2 separate regions of the Gossypium arboreum genome follow, and region 2 is linked to region 1. Evidence: chromatin contacts called from public Hi-C data. All regions are on one chromosome and are shown on one strand. The core of a region is the stretch at or near the end of the contact, and the rest is flanking DNA. Distances in the headings are between cores, read along the strand shown. Region 1 holds the start of LOC108483336. Region 2 holds the start of LOC108483564 (phosphatidylinositol-3-phosphatase myotubularin-1).

The links. Hi-C and Micro-C count contacts between places; a contact is called where the count stands out from the background.
Region 2: a Hi-C map of leaf shows a contact between it and region 1, with 4 times the contacts expected there. The contact joins the promoter of LOC108483564 here to the promoter of LOC108483336 in region 1. A contact is called at or near these places in 2 of 5 Hi-C or Micro-C datasets (both in leaf).

The regions. Positions count from the first base shown.
Region 1 is chr1:94,478,148-94,481,987 of ASM2569848v2, forward strand. LOC108483336 reads left to right here and starts at 2,440. Exons shown (of 3, transcript XM_053029420.1): 1 at 2,440-2,663; 2 at 2,760-2,793; 3 at 3,155-3,840. The coding sequence starts at 3,176.
Region 2 is chr1:94,815,953-94,819,449 of ASM2569848v2, forward strand. It overlaps LOC108483564 (phosphatidylinositol-3-phosphatase myotubularin-1), which reads left to right and starts at 1,896. Exons shown (of 20, transcript XM_017787027.2): 1 at 1,896-2,326; 2 at 2,435-2,503; 3 at 2,756-2,830. The coding sequence starts at 2,216.

The sequences.
Region 1 (3,840 bases), core at 1,190-3,689:
TAATAAAAGGGTTAAAAAATAAGAATAAAGAATTGGCAATATTTTGGCCCAAAAATAATATTTATCACTTTATAAGAAATAAAAAGAAGAAGATTTTAATTTATTACAAGGCTATTTTGGTAAAACGCTACGTTTCCGCGTGCTAGCCATTAATGATTGCGACGGGTCTCTAACTTTCAACAATTTGCATATATGTCCTTGAATTTTATTCTATTCATTCTTTTAAGGTTTTACATGAAAAATATTTTGATTTCCTGCTTTTATTCACTAAATTATAAGATAATAAAATCTAAATTATTTTTAATTAAATATGTTGGCTTTTATTAAAAGACATAGTTAGGAATTATTAATTATTAAATTTGTATAATAAAGCTAAATGATATATATTGTTGTTTAAGCAATTTATTTTTAATTTTAAAAACAAGACATGGATAAACATTCAATATATAATAAAAATATATTTAATTATTTAATTATTTGAAGTATGTATTTAGTTAAAAATAATTATATCTAAAACAACAACCATTATAATGAGGTAGCTTTTTTTTATCTTTTATGTAAAATATATAAAAATTTTAAATCCAAAATAAATTCATAAATATTTAGACTCAAACTCATAACAATAAAATTACCAAAATCTTAAAATTTTCATTTAAACCAAATTTTATTTTATTTATAATATATTTTATGTCATAATCTACTTCCACTTTAAATTCTTAATATAACCACTTTATTATTTGATGTTATGAAAATTTAAACTATAAGTAGCATTATGTGTTGTTTAGGGTATGTTATATATAAGTGATAGCTAATCCAAGTTTTAGATAAGACTCGAGTTAGTTATCTGTGACTTGAATAGGTGCCACCGAATAATTGAGTGCGAGGCGAAGCACGAGAAGATAATAGGAGAGTTTGCTGATCTAGCTTGCGGATCCAGCTCAAACAAATTGAGTGAGGATTGCGGCCCTAGTCCGCATATACCTAAGGTGCTCACAGAAGGGAGATCACGTGTTCTGCAAGTGACCTAGAGTAAAACATGCGTCTAGTGGGCCTAAAGCCTGCTTAGAATGTCAGTCCAAGGAATAGAGAGGATCACGTACATTGCAAGCGACTCAAAACGAAACACGTGTCCAACAGGCCTAGAGCCTGCACAGAATGTTAATCTTAGGAATGATGGAGTTGAGACAAAACAATGGGGTCAGGTTGCAAGTTGTGATAGTATAAATACCTGGATGCTTCAATTGATGAGATACGAGACAATATTACTCAATAGGGTATATACTATTAATTTAGTTAGATAGAAGAAGAAAAATATGATTAATATTTTCCTCAAATAAATATATAATATTTGTAAAAGTATATTGATTGACCCGAATCAAGAAAAAACAATTAAATACTATTTTTAATTATAAAATCTTAAAAGCATTACAGTACAAAAGGAAAAAAATCAAAATTTGAGAAAAATCTGAAATAACATGATCATGATTAAGAAAATTTTACACAGTAAATGAAAATTTATTTGAGAATTATGACACCATAAAGAAGTTTTATTAGATAAAAGAAAAATGAAGTAATTAACAAGAAATATTATTTTAATTATTTCCTATCAATTTTCTTTTTGTTTTAATGTAGGAGTTGAAATAAATAAAAAAATGTTCCAATGAAAAGCACATTCTCATCATATCTAAATTATTCACAAAACACTTATCTCTGTCAACCTTATCATGAAATTTTGTAATAAATAAATTAAATCAAAACCTTATCATCAAACCTTTTAATAATTTAATTAAATCAAAAGTCAAATGAGTACTATTTTTATTAAAATTAATAATTAAAGGTATATTTAATTTTATGGTATATAATTAGGAGATTAAAATCAAACATTTTAATAAAAATTGAAAAACTATTCATTGCACTAAATAGGTTTTCAATTTTTAATTAATCATATATCATTATTCAACCTGGAAAAATTTTAAGGGTATAATAAAAAATATAAAAGACTTTAAATTTTAATTTTAATTTATAATTGTTATTTTTATTATTTATTTTAGTTTTTTAGGTAAAGACTAAAGAGAAAACAGAAACTTACATACCAGATCAAATAATATTATTTTAAAGTTTTAATTCTTCTATATAAAAATTCATGAAAAAAGTAATGCATTAAATGCAAATATTCTAAACAAATAATAAATTTTAAAAATAAAAACAGAAAGTAGTAAAAGTAATAACTAAACAAAAGCTACAAAAAAAGTCAAATTTGGCAAGTTATAAAGCTTTTCTGTAAAGTACTTTTAACTCTAACGAAATTTCCACTATATAATGGAGTAAAAGTGAGAAAACGTGTAAATCGTGGGGACTTTTTAATAAATATAAAACAGTAAAAGGACTATTAAGAAACGAACAATTATAAGCTTTTAATGTTCACTCGGGTTTGTTCCCTTTTTTTTTTTTTTAAAATATAAAATAAATAATAATTAAAAAAACAATTGAAAGTAAAGCATACATTGCCCATAGCCTTCACTGCACCTTCCTCGCTACAGCGTCTCCATCTTTTCTTAAATTTCTCTTCATTTCCCATTTTTTGCCCTTTTTTTTTCCCTTTTATTTCCCCCCTTTTCGCAGCTTCTGAAACTGAGTGTTGTTTTTTCCACTTCATGTGATCGGTAAGTGCTTTTTTCAACATTTTTACTTAATTTTTTTTGGCTTTTTTTGTTGGATTTTCTTTCTGAGTTTGGGGTTTTATTCTGTTTGGAAATCAGGGTTTCCTGTGTTTTGGGTGGTTGAAATCTGTGGGTATGTTCTTTGTTTAGCATGGTTGATTTTGAATTTCATTTTAGCTTTTATAAGACCCTTTGTGTGGTATTATGTTGATGGTAATTTCATAGTTCAATTGAGTTATTAATTTATCAAAACAAATTCAATTTTGATTTGAAAAGTGTTACTTTTTAGGTTAATCACAAGCGATTGAACCATTAAAAGATAATTTGTGATTTATCAATTTCTAGGTTGGTGATTTAGTTTGATTAGTTTTTAATTTAATTGCTTGATCTTAAATTGGTTTTGGAATTTAAATTGAAAGAATCTGTGAAACAAAATGCTGAATTTCTTGGCTTGTTTTTTAAAAGATTTTGTTATTGAATTGTTTTTTTTGTAGATCCATTTTTGGGACTAAAAGATGGTAACAGAATCTTGGTTTCGTAATCTTTGGAAAATTCCGCGGAGGCAAGATGGAATCTCTGAGAAGGTTGAGATCGGAGTGTTAGCATTCGAAGTTGCGAGCTTGATGTCTAAGCTTGTGCATTTATGGCAGTGTTTGAGTGATAAGCAGGTTTTTAGGTTGAGAGAGGAAATCACGAATTCTGTCGGGATTAAAAAGTTAGTGTCCGAAGATGAAGAATACATTGGGCGCCTGATATGTGCAGAAATGGTCGAAAATGTTACCCACGTGGCGAAGTCTGTGGCTAGGCTTGTGAAGAAATGCAGTGATCCAGGGTTGAAGAGTTTTGAACTTGCCTTCACTGAGTTGATCCAGAATGGTGTCGACCCTTACGGCTGGATATTTTCGTTGAAGAAGATGGAAAGGAAAGTGAAGAAGATGGAACGTTTCATTTCAGTGAATGCAACTTTGTATCAAGAGATGGAATTGCTTGCAGATCTCGAGCAAACACTAAAAAGGATGAAAAGTGGTGATTCAGTGCAGGAGAGTTGGCTTGAATTTCATAAGAAGGTTATGTTGAAGCAGCATGAAGTGAAGAGCCTACGGGCAAGCTCTCTTTGGAATAAGACTTATGATTATACGATTCGTCTTTTAGCAAGATCGATATTCATGATATTCAGTAG
Region 2 (3,497 bases), core at 646-3,145, 340 kb after region 1:
TAATGTTTGACTAACATTAGACTAAACAAAGCTCATATTAAGGAGAATTTTTTTAAAAATAAATCAGTTTTCAATATATTTTTTCTTTATTTTGTTGAAGTGTCAATTCTAATTAAAGGTGAATGTGCGATTAAGAATACACAATTATTCAAATGAACGAATTTTAATTTTATTTAATATAAAATAAAAATTGCATTTAAGTTAGTCTAAAAAACATAAAATATTATATAAAGTATTTTATATCATGTATACTTCTACTGTTTATAAATACAAATTTTAGAGAAGTATTGTAAATATTTTTATTGATATTTTTGACATGATACTTAGAATTATCTATAGTTCCTCCTCAACTCATAAATAGAAGAATAATGCGTTTTAGTACACTCAAACTCACGTTCTCCTATATTTACAACAATACTAATACCAATCAAATTAAGATTCCATCAACTAATACATTTTATCTTTAAAAATCAAATGAGTTTAATCAACTCTATAACTTAAAAATATAAAATAAATTTAAATTATGTGATACTCACTAGCAGATAAATAAAATATTATATAAGAAATATATAATATTAACATTAGCATGCAACCTGCTCATCTATTTTAAATTTAACATCAAAATCAAATAAACCACCCATTTAAGATTTCTTTTAAGGCTGTGGTTTAAACTATTTTATTTTAAAAATTATAAATCATCAAATATAAATAATTTAATACATTTATTTTTTAAATGAATTTTTACTCCTTTCTCAATTAAATGTAATGGTGTCTCAGTGTTAACTCAATTAAAAATTTTATATTAATTTATATTATTAGTCTTTGTATTACAAGTAAGTTATAGATTTAGATTATATACTTCAATTCTTGTCGTATTATTAACATCATGCTATGTTAGCTTTTTGTTTTCACATATTAAGAGATTTAATAGTTGTCACTTGTCATTTACATAAATACTAAATTTTAAAATTTGAAAAGTATAGAAATTAAAAAGACTAAATTTTGTTATTAGTCACTATATTATGCGTAAATTGTGAATTTAGTCTATGTACTTTACTTTGTTTATTTTTCATTCTTATACTTTAAAAAATTAAAATTTTAGTTCTAACTAAATAGTAGTTATTAAATTAATCAAGTTATGCTATTTCCAAATTTTGATACTGCAGATATATTGCCACTTGTGTAATACCATATTAATTTACTATTTTCACATATTATTTACTCAAAAACTAGTTAATAGATTCAACAACTACTATTTTGCAATAAGATTATAATTTCAAATTTTGAAAAATAGAATTAAGAGTAATCTAGTTAGAAAGCATTGACTAAATCTATAACTTTACACATAATATGAGACAAATAGCATAATTAATCAAACAAATTTAACTATAATCCTTTAATAAAACTAAAATTCCAAAATTTAAAAAGTGCAAAATTAAAATTAACTAATTTGAATAATACAAATAATAAAACTGATCAAAACTTTACTAATTGTAAATGAATTAATATCATCCAAACTTTATAAATAAATAGTTTAGTCAATCGTTTGTTCCTTTAAGATTTAATGTTAGTTTAAATGAGCAGGGCAGTACACTACAATATATTTAATTTATTTTTATCTCATACTACAAGATTCTAATCTCATCATCACGATTAACTTACAAATCCAAACTCATAATTAGAAAAGTAAAATAATAAATTTATAAATTATGCATGTTAACATTTATAGGTATGAATCATGTAATTAATTTTAGAAAAAGAAAACTATTTAATTAAGAAAACCAATATATAGGTTGATATGAATGTCATAATTTTCAAAATTCGGTTAAACTGATAAATCAAACAGATTAGATTAAAATTTTATTTGAATTAAAGGTTGAATTATTTTTAATATTTTATTTTAATAAATTATTGAATTGAATGGAATGATCGGTTCTGTCACCCGCAAAAACAAGGTTAGATGTAAAATTGAGTCCTACATAAATGGTTTGTTGGATCGAAATTGAATGATGAAATCATCAAACTAACCCATCACGCATTTGTTGTTTATGTGGCGATGCCGAAAAGCCGAAAACTTAACCCTCCCTTTGCCGCACGTCTCTTTCCTCTACTTTCTCTCCCCAATATCATTCCTTTCAATCACTTCTTTACTTTTTAATTTTCATTTTTCCCCCTTAAAAAAAGCGCTGAAAATTGAACTCAATAATCACCGGCTATGGCTGCATCGAGGCCGTCCCGATCGGTCTCCGCCAGAGACATTTCTATCGGTTGCGAAAGGTTGGACGGTGCTGGTAGTTGGGACACCCTTGAATGGACCAAAATTGAGGTTTTCTTTTTCTTTTTGGAAAATTCATGTTTCCAATTGTAGGGTTTTCTTTTTAAGGGTTGATTAGTTGATCGATTTTAATGAAACATTAATGAATTTCAATTGCAGCCAGTTACGAGGTCGGTTTCACATGCCAATTTCGAGTTTTTGCTTGAAGCTGAGCGAGTTCTAGATGAGGTAATTAAGGATCATTTGTTTTGTTTTAAATTCCTTGAATTAAGTGGGCGCGCAATTTGAATTATTGGTGCAGGCATTTTGTAACAAATAATTTAGATCACAAATTATTATTTCAACTGAAACGAGAAATTCAGTGATTTTTAATTTATTTTTTTTAAAATAAATAATTTTATTGTTATAAAAAGGATAGCGTAAGTAATGCCATTTTTATAGCATAAGTAATGCCATTTTTAATTTACTTCTTTTTTCCAGGGCCATGGTGTTGTTCTTGTTAATACCGATGAGGCTGGAACCTTGTTTGTTACCAACTTTCGTCTTCTCTTTCTCGTGAGTCATTTACCTTATGAAATTTAGTATTTGGTAAATTGTTGCCATCTAGCATTTTGGCAACATATGACAGCATCATGTTAGCATATTGGGTGAGTGAAAGGATACTGGGTTGCAGAATGGATATATATTTGTATATTTTGAACTTGAAATAGATTACATTTACATGTAAGATTATAGAAAATTAGCTCTAATTCTAAGCACCTAACAACTTACACAGTTACTTGATATCTAATAATGTAGTTCAATCTCTGGTTTTTTTTTTTAAGTAAATAGGTTGAATGCTCCAATTTAATCCATGTCTAATTATCATGCTTTAACTTTTGTTTTAGGTTGATCTCACCCAATTACTCTTAATTCGGAAATTATAGGTTTTTGCTTACTGTATGATTTGATATTGGTATCGGTACAGAAATCGTTGATCTCACAATCTAATATGCTTAATTATTTCTTTATGAGATGTCTTGTTTTGTTATGAAATTATTCTGCATGATGGTTGTTTATGTAGAGAAGATGAAAACATCTTAATAGAGATGACATAAGAGTTTGAAGAGACAAAAGGCATTCACAAAGAAAAGAACGAGCAATTTGTATTAGAAGAGACAATTATTATAATGGCTCGAATGAGTTAATAATGATGATAGAAAATGGACAGGCAATAGCATGT